Regions from separate parts of the Zea mays genome. Here region 1 is linked to region 2. Evidence: chromatin contacts called from public Hi-C data. All regions are on one chromosome and are shown on one strand. Each heading gives the region's core, a stretch centred on a gene start, on an enhancer-like site or on the middle of the called end of the contact. The rest is flanking DNA. Distances are from core to core; before and after follow the strand shown.

Region 1 (3,865 bases), core at 9-2,508, 180 kb after region 2:
AGCATTGACCACCACCACGGTGCGGTGCCTGCAGATGACATGGTGACAGAATTTCTGCAGAGATGTGATGTGACCACGGTGCCTTGTGGAGAAAGACGGAAAATTCGATACTCTCTCTTTTTCTTTGAAAAGGTGGAAATTCTAATTCCCCTGCCTCCAGACAAGTCAAATCTGTAAATACAAGCATCAAATCAAAATAAAATAAAAATGCAACGTTACAAGTTAAATAAAACAATTCAAAAAATTTAACCAATAAATCTGTATGAGAAATTCAAATTTCCCGTATTAAGTGTTGGTATATTTTCGATGACGAGATATTTTGTTTTGGAGTCTTCTCTATGCTGCTAGTAGTTTTTTTAATAAATACTTGTAAAATTTTGACTTCTAACTAGACCTATAATTATTCTTTTGGACGGAGATAGTACGTAGTTCCTCTGTCTGTAGTTCTTGTTTCTTGAAGCCGAAAGATTTAAAGTTTCACTAAAAGAAGTACTAGCATTGACCCCCTTTGTCCTAGCTTTGTCTAATTATGTACTATAAAATATGGTTGATATTTATGATAAGTATCTTTACATTAATTGTTAAATATATATTTATAGCAGACTTTTTAGAGATATAAATGTAGCTAAGATCTTATATAAATCTAATTTAAGGTAGGTCAACGTGCATAGACCACTACGTGTCGTTCTACTTTTTTTTAGGACGGAGAGAGTATGAGAAAAACTAACCTAATTTATATGTATCAGTCTTATAGTTACGTTCTTCTGTAAACCTGCTTCACACGACGAATTGATGTTGACATCAGTTCGTAGCCTCTAGTTTACACACTGTTCGTTGCGGCTTCTGTTTTTTCTACAATATTTTGTCTCTGTAGATTGCAGCAACAGCAGTTCGAACGGTTAGTCATTTTTAGTCCCTAAGTTGCCAAACACAGGGACTTAGGATTATCTCTATGTTAATCTCCGTGTTTGGTAATTTAGGGATAAAATAAATGAACTAAAAATTAGTTCCAAGAAACCAAACATCTCGTAGTCTTTCCTCACTTTTCATAAGTAGTTTGGTTGTTGTTGCTTTGACGTCTAATTGTGTATGGTGTGGTATGATTCTATGATGCACCACTTAGACCATATCTAGCAGCTACCCCATCGCGAGTGCAGAAACGATCTTGTTTCCATAGTGGGGCCCACGACGCGACGCGGAGACGTGAGGCTTCCTTCCAGTAGCTCGCGAATTCGCCAACACCGAAGGCTTCGTCTCCTTGTCGGCTGTGCGCAACGCTGCCCTCTGGCAATCCCCCTCCCCTTGCATGTCGGCTGTAGGGGCACCCTACGGCCGCAGCGGTCCCCCTACAGCGCCCCCTACGTGTCGGCACCCTTCTCTCTCCCCCCAGATCTAGCGTATCACTGTTCATCACCCTAAACACTGTACTGTGGGTCCACGAGTAATTGTTAGTAGATAAAAAATTGATAGTTGATATAGAAAATGATATTTTATAGTTGTAGTGAGGTATAGGGGAGTATTTAGGGGGAACCGCTGCGGGAGATGAAAAAATAGGGAGGAAATAAAGAGAAAAAGTGATATAGGGGAAAAAAATTAGGGGTAATGGTTGCGGATAGCCTTACGTGGCCACGTGTGATGCTACAATACCCAATCGTCCCCTAAAAGTCGTGTGTAGGACCGTTTACGGTACCCACTAGACAAAGCCCTTAAGATAAGTTTAATAATATAGCTAACAACGGGTTTTTATGATGTTGTCATGTCACATATAGCTAACTAAAAGCCTACTCATATAATAACTCTCTCATAATATAAGATATACATTAAATACTTGGTCCACCTCTCTCACACACTTAGAGAGCCTTGGAATCCGTGTGCAACCCACTCTCAGGTGGCTACTAATGAGAGCAAGTGTAAGTGCAATCAACCCTAATTGAGGGTTTTGGTGATTAAATGACAAAACAAACAGAGATTCTAACAAGTTTGCTCCTAGCATGTACACAGTTATTTTACAAACAGGAGAAGCACATATCATATGAGTATGCAAATGTAAAAGCACACAGTGGATTAAAATTCTACATCATATAGCGTGCTCCAAGTGCTTGGGAACAACGACAATTTGCATTTTATAATTCTTGAGTCATAGAAATCGCCGTTCAATTAAGAGGGATCCACAATAGTTAAGTAAGTGATGCGATGAGCTCAGTCCAAACCTTTTCAAATCCTCTAAGAGAATATTTTACTAGATCATGAATGCTCTTGGAAAAACCATTTTCACTCCCCACTAAAGTTTCACCTTGGTTCACCTCAGTTTTCTCAAAATTTGTTCATCAAATTAAAAAACCGGTTCAACCGAACCTAAAACCGGTTCCACTGGTTTCTGCACTGTTCCTTCTGTCACCTTCTGACCTGCCAGTCTGCCAGTCAATTCTGTCAAAAAAAGTCGTGTGCAGAGTTTTTCAAAAACCGGTTCAACCGGATTTGAGTCCGGCTCAACCGAATTTGGGACCGATCGAGTCTCCGGCTGAGTCCCTCAGTGAACCGAGAACTCCCTGGTGGAAACCTATTCAACCGGTTTAAGAATCAGTTCAACCGGTTTTGAGTCTCTTTTTCCCAACGGCTGCTAGCTTTTGGGGGATCCTTTAAATACCCCCCACACTCTCTCTCTCTTCATTCACTCCTGCCCCTTCCACGATTTCTTGGCTGACCAACTTCCAAACAAGGGCATTCAATTCACCTCTCACACCCAAAATCGCATCTCCTTCAATCGTTTGAAGGATCCTTGGTGTGAGGTGAAGTCGATCTAACACACTGTTGATTTCATCTTGATTCTCCCATTCTCTTCATTTTTGAGCTCATTGCAAACTTAACCTTGTGCGGATTTGTTACTCTTGGAACCTTGCGTTCCTTGACGGATAGAGGTTGCTTGGGAGTCTCCAAATTTGTGGACGACCCCAAGAAGTTTGTATCACCCGCTCGTTGAGCAAATTTGAGAAGAGATTGCCTTGACCTTGGTGGTTGGCTTGTGGAGGATTAGGGTTGTAAAAGACCCGGCCCTTTGTGGGCTCCTCAACGAGGAGTAGGACACCTTTGTGGTGGTTGCCGAACCTCGGGTTAAATCGTGTGTTCTTGTGTGTTCTTGATAAGTGCTTTAATTTGTTGGTTAGTTCATATTCGATTATATTGTGTGCAAATCGTGTGAAAACAATTCATACCGATTTGTCATCTATTCGAGTGGATTTTCTCTAGGGCAAGTCTTTAGCAAAATCTCTCACTACTTCGTCACATTTGTTTAACTGTTTATCTAATCTAATTTGAGCAGGTTCAAACTTGTTCAGTTGTAAACATAATCAGCTGAACCGGTTTGCACCAGTGCAACTTGAATTTGACACTATCTCGAAGTTTTTAGTGGAAAATTTCAGGTGTAGCCTATTCACCCCCCCTCTAGGCTACTTTTAGCAAGGCTAATAGAAGAACCAACTTAAGGCTCGAAACTCTTGCCACATCATCAAGAGCCAACAATAAAACCAATACTTATAGTAAGCTTATTCTCAAATGACTCTAAGCTGATTAAATTTAAGTTGAAAATATTTAGGCCCCCTTTAGAACACGGGATTGGTATGAATGCCTAAGAGATTTTCTTATCACTAATGGCTTCAAAGTCAGAAAAGTTGATCCTACTCTCTTTACTAAAACACTTGCAAATGATTTGTTTGTATGCCAAATTTATGTTGATGATATCATATTTGGATCTACTAACAAATCAACATGTGAAGAGTTTGGTAGGATCATGACTAAAAAGTTCGAGATGTCTATGATGGGGGAGTTGAAGTATTTCTTAGGATTTCAAGTGAAGCAACTCCAAGAG
Region 2 (3,647 bases), core at 230-2,729:
ACTATGTTTTATGTACGAGCCTAAATTACTATGTTTTGCCAATTACGGTAACTAAAATAGAGTTTTAGTTTACATATTTGTTAATTTGGGGACTAAAATGGAATAAAACGGAGCGACTAGAAATTAGTCCCTAGAAACCAAACACCCCCTTAGTCATCACTTCTTAAATTTTATTTTTGTTATATTCGCATTGTAGTATAATTTGATTTTTACAAGCTAGTTTAGTTCTATATTGATTATTGACAAAGAATTTGCTAATGTGTTGTTTGTTTTTATGTAATCCTTGTGATATAACATTTTATCGAATAATTTGTGTGTCGTTATAACACACTGATATTACACATACTCAAATAGAATTTTGTATATCATAGTGATACTTGTCATTTCGTATCTATGTTTTATACTAATTTTTAACTTTCATGGTAACGCACATACACCTAGTTAATTATTATCACATACACCTAGTTAATTATTATCCCAGATGATAGAGAAGGAGAAAATTAAATTCTCCATCGCAGGAGACGTACGACAGGGACACGTACGGACCTAACCCTAGACGACGGAGAATTGCCCGCCCCTGAAACATCTCCACCAGAGCCAGCAATGCAAGCAGCATGGTCCTCTTCCTCTCCTCCAGCAAAGCAAACCTGATCATTATAAGCCTTGGCCAGCGCAAGCAACCCAAGCGAGTGGAATTAATAGTGTGTGCATATATGCATGTCAGAGTTGGCTCTGGCTGCCTTCCTTTAGCCGTCCAGCTGATGACACCGCAAGGAAAAAGTCCATGTCTGCTGTCTCGCTGGCTAGGCAAAGCACCAAGCAGGCAGCTTGCCGAAGAAGATCGAGTAGCGTGAGATAATAGATATGTGACAGACAAGATGGGTGCCAAGCAAGGCTGCCGCGACGACGGTCTATACCTGAATTATTCCGAGTCCCTGTTGGGAGCTGGAGATGTCAGGGAAATCTGATGCCCACACGGCTAGCTCTCGCGGGGGCGTCGCCGCCTGCATTGTTGGCTGCCGCGTTCTTGCTTGCTCCCGTTCTCGGGCTACCTCCGGTCCTGACAGGGCCTCGCAAACCAACCAATGCAACATTTTTTCGCAGTGACAAGGGCAGGGGTGGTGGTGCTGTCAGTAATGTAGAAAGACACCTAGCTGCAGGCAACAAAAAAAAACTGGTGGGAGGTTAGAAATCAACATTGTTATAGAACGTATGCTGCTGCATTGACTTGACTCACGTATGCCTTCACTCGGATGATACGTGTTCTACAGCCGTACTATACCCAACGTATGAAAAGAGAGCTTGGCAGGCAGTCCAAGTCCATCTTCTTCCTGGCGTGTGTGTCTCGTAGCGGACCAACCATTCCCTTTATTTTTTTTTCCTTCCCATCTCCTCTTCTTTTGTTCCAGCACTAAATAGAGAGGCGTTGACTATTATGGACCGTAGCCCACAAAGCAGCCATGCAAGGGAAGCCGGTGTCGTTGCAGGCCCACAGAACATGCCTTTTTTTCTTGGCCCAGCAAGGCCGAGGGCGCGTTTCTATGATACAGGAAACAGTATTATTTGTTGGATTTATGTACGGGCCCGCTCAACGATGTGTGATGCCTATAGCTGGTCAGATGGAGGCACGACCATTTCGGCAAACGTGTCCGAGCCGACTGGAGGCCAATCATGGCGGTGATTGTGTTAAGTAACCCTAGTTATGGTTATATAGACAAATACTTGCTTTGCTCCTGAGTGGTCTCACATCTCTATATAAGGTGAGAGAGAAGAGAAAAAAGTTAGAGGCTCAACCCTACATCGTGTCTCGTGTGTTTCCTCTGTCGTGCTTATAGAAAGGGAGACGGGTACTCTACAACTTCTTGCGCCTCTACTGCTGACGGGAGCGAAGGGAGCGGATCTGGTGATCCGTGGTAACGTAGTTCTCAACACGTTATCAGCACGCTCTACCTCGACGTTACTGTGGGATCAGATCTGCGTCAACTCATCGTCAAGTCGGCAGGTCCCTGGCCTAGCCGAACTGTCCTACGCGACAGGCTTCGATTTTTGCTCTACGTAATGGAACGATATGTTTAATGTTCTTAATCTACTTTAATTAATTATTTCCCGCAGTAAATAATTAGTACAAAAACACATGCTTGAATATGGGGAAAATGCCTTCACGTACCTGATCTGCTTATGCTCATGCATTAATTCTATTATTATTTTTCTGCTTTATTTCATACAGTAAATAGCAGAAAATTATGAAAATATATATGAAGGCTATAATGCACATACTTAAATCGCTAGACATATTTGTGTCGCGTTAAGCTTTCAGACTCACGCCGAGCGATTAAATTGTATAGTGGGTACCTGAACATGCCGATCAGGCTACGTTGTTAATCGGTTGAGTTATGGCATTAGCTGAGCATTAGCTGCGCCCTGGCAACACGACACAGTATTTGTGTCGTACGAATTTGGCTGCACTCTCGTTTAATCGGACAACTCCCGTTGAGTGGAACCGCCATCTGTGAGTCGCGTATTTTTCACATACCCTGTAGGCAGTCTTTGTCTGCCGTGATCATCGAAACACAATTGCGCACGTTGCGTGGACTTATCGTGTACCCCGATTATCGAGCTATAATTGTGTCTGTTGCGCTTATTACGAAGGATTGTTGTGTTGTTGTAGCCCTGATGGCCGCACACGCGTTGACACCAGACGCTAGAGCTTGTACTCGCGTGGATTGTGGTGTGTCGTTCAAGCCCATGAAATCACATTATGTGCAACCTTCGTAAACAATTTTGTTTGGCTCTATATTTTATTTGATTGTGTTGTGTGGCATCATAGATTTATATGTATCGCCAAGTGGCCTTAACAACTATATCAAGCTCTATAGTGCTTGGAAATCTGGGAATTAAATTGAAATACAATTAAACACAGATAAGTTAATTTTCTGCTCTCTCCTCATGCATAAAGTTTTACCCGAAGTAACCTGAAGATATATAATATAATGCATGAAAGCCTTTTTGGCATAGAAGGCATCACAAATTGGGATTCTATTAGTAAGCAAAAGGTCTTACCAAATAATTAAAGACTATAAATCTCAGCCATATATTGCTCAACCAGATGTTAGCACATTGCTCTCTTTGTCACTAAATGACATAAGGCAAACTATGAGATAAAAGGACATGTAATCGCCAGCAACACGAAGTTGCGAGTATACCGAGAGGTTATTCTGAGAAAATTTTCACTATGTTGATGTGAAAACCATAGTGTGTTCCCGTCGAACCACTTTACTCGTTCTATCTAGAACCTCTATGCTTGTGTCGCATACATCTCTCGGAATTGTAAATACTTATAGTCACTGAATTGACTCGGGATAGTCCTTTGACAAGTTTGGTATACACTGTAAGCTAAATGGTAAAGGTCGGTTCTGAATGGACACATACCTAGGGTTTATGTAGTCGAACTACACTGAATTCCACCCTTTGGCATGCTTACCATTATCTACCTTCGATCTACCAAAAGTGAGAAGAGTAGACAAATAACTATGAAATCCCACATCACCACAGAGCTTGAAGCTAAATTAGACATTAACATGTTATTGGTCCTCGGAGCCAGAAGAGTCATATGTCTTGACCACTAGACTACTAGTGATGATAATTTG

Evidence for each region. Hi-C and Micro-C count contacts between places; a contact is called where the count stands out from the background.
Region 1: a contact with region 2 is called in a Hi-C map of bundle sheath, with 2.0 times the contacts expected there. The contact joins two enhancer-like sites. A contact is called at or near these places in 2 of 25 Hi-C or Micro-C datasets (bundle sheath and leaf).

What each region holds. Positions count from the first base shown.
Region 1 is chr8:136,480,508-136,484,372 of Zm-B73-REFERENCE-NAM-5.0, forward strand. No RefSeq gene overlaps it. Among protein-coding and RNA genes, the nearest start is that of LOC103635958, 19 kb to the right of the region's middle. Within about 2 kb of position 1,259, at least 18 of the 20 cell types and tissues checked have an H3K27ac peak or open chromatin away from gene starts, as enhancers often do. A contact at or near this core is called in bundle sheath and leaf, where this site is marked.
Region 2 is chr8:136,298,627-136,302,273 of Zm-B73-REFERENCE-NAM-5.0, forward strand. No RefSeq gene overlaps it. Among protein-coding and RNA genes, the nearest start is that of LOC100274142, 43 kb to the right of the region's middle. Within about 2 kb of position 1,480, at least 16 of the 20 cell types and tissues checked have an H3K27ac peak or open chromatin away from gene starts, as enhancers often do. A contact at or near this core is called in bundle sheath and leaf, where this site is marked.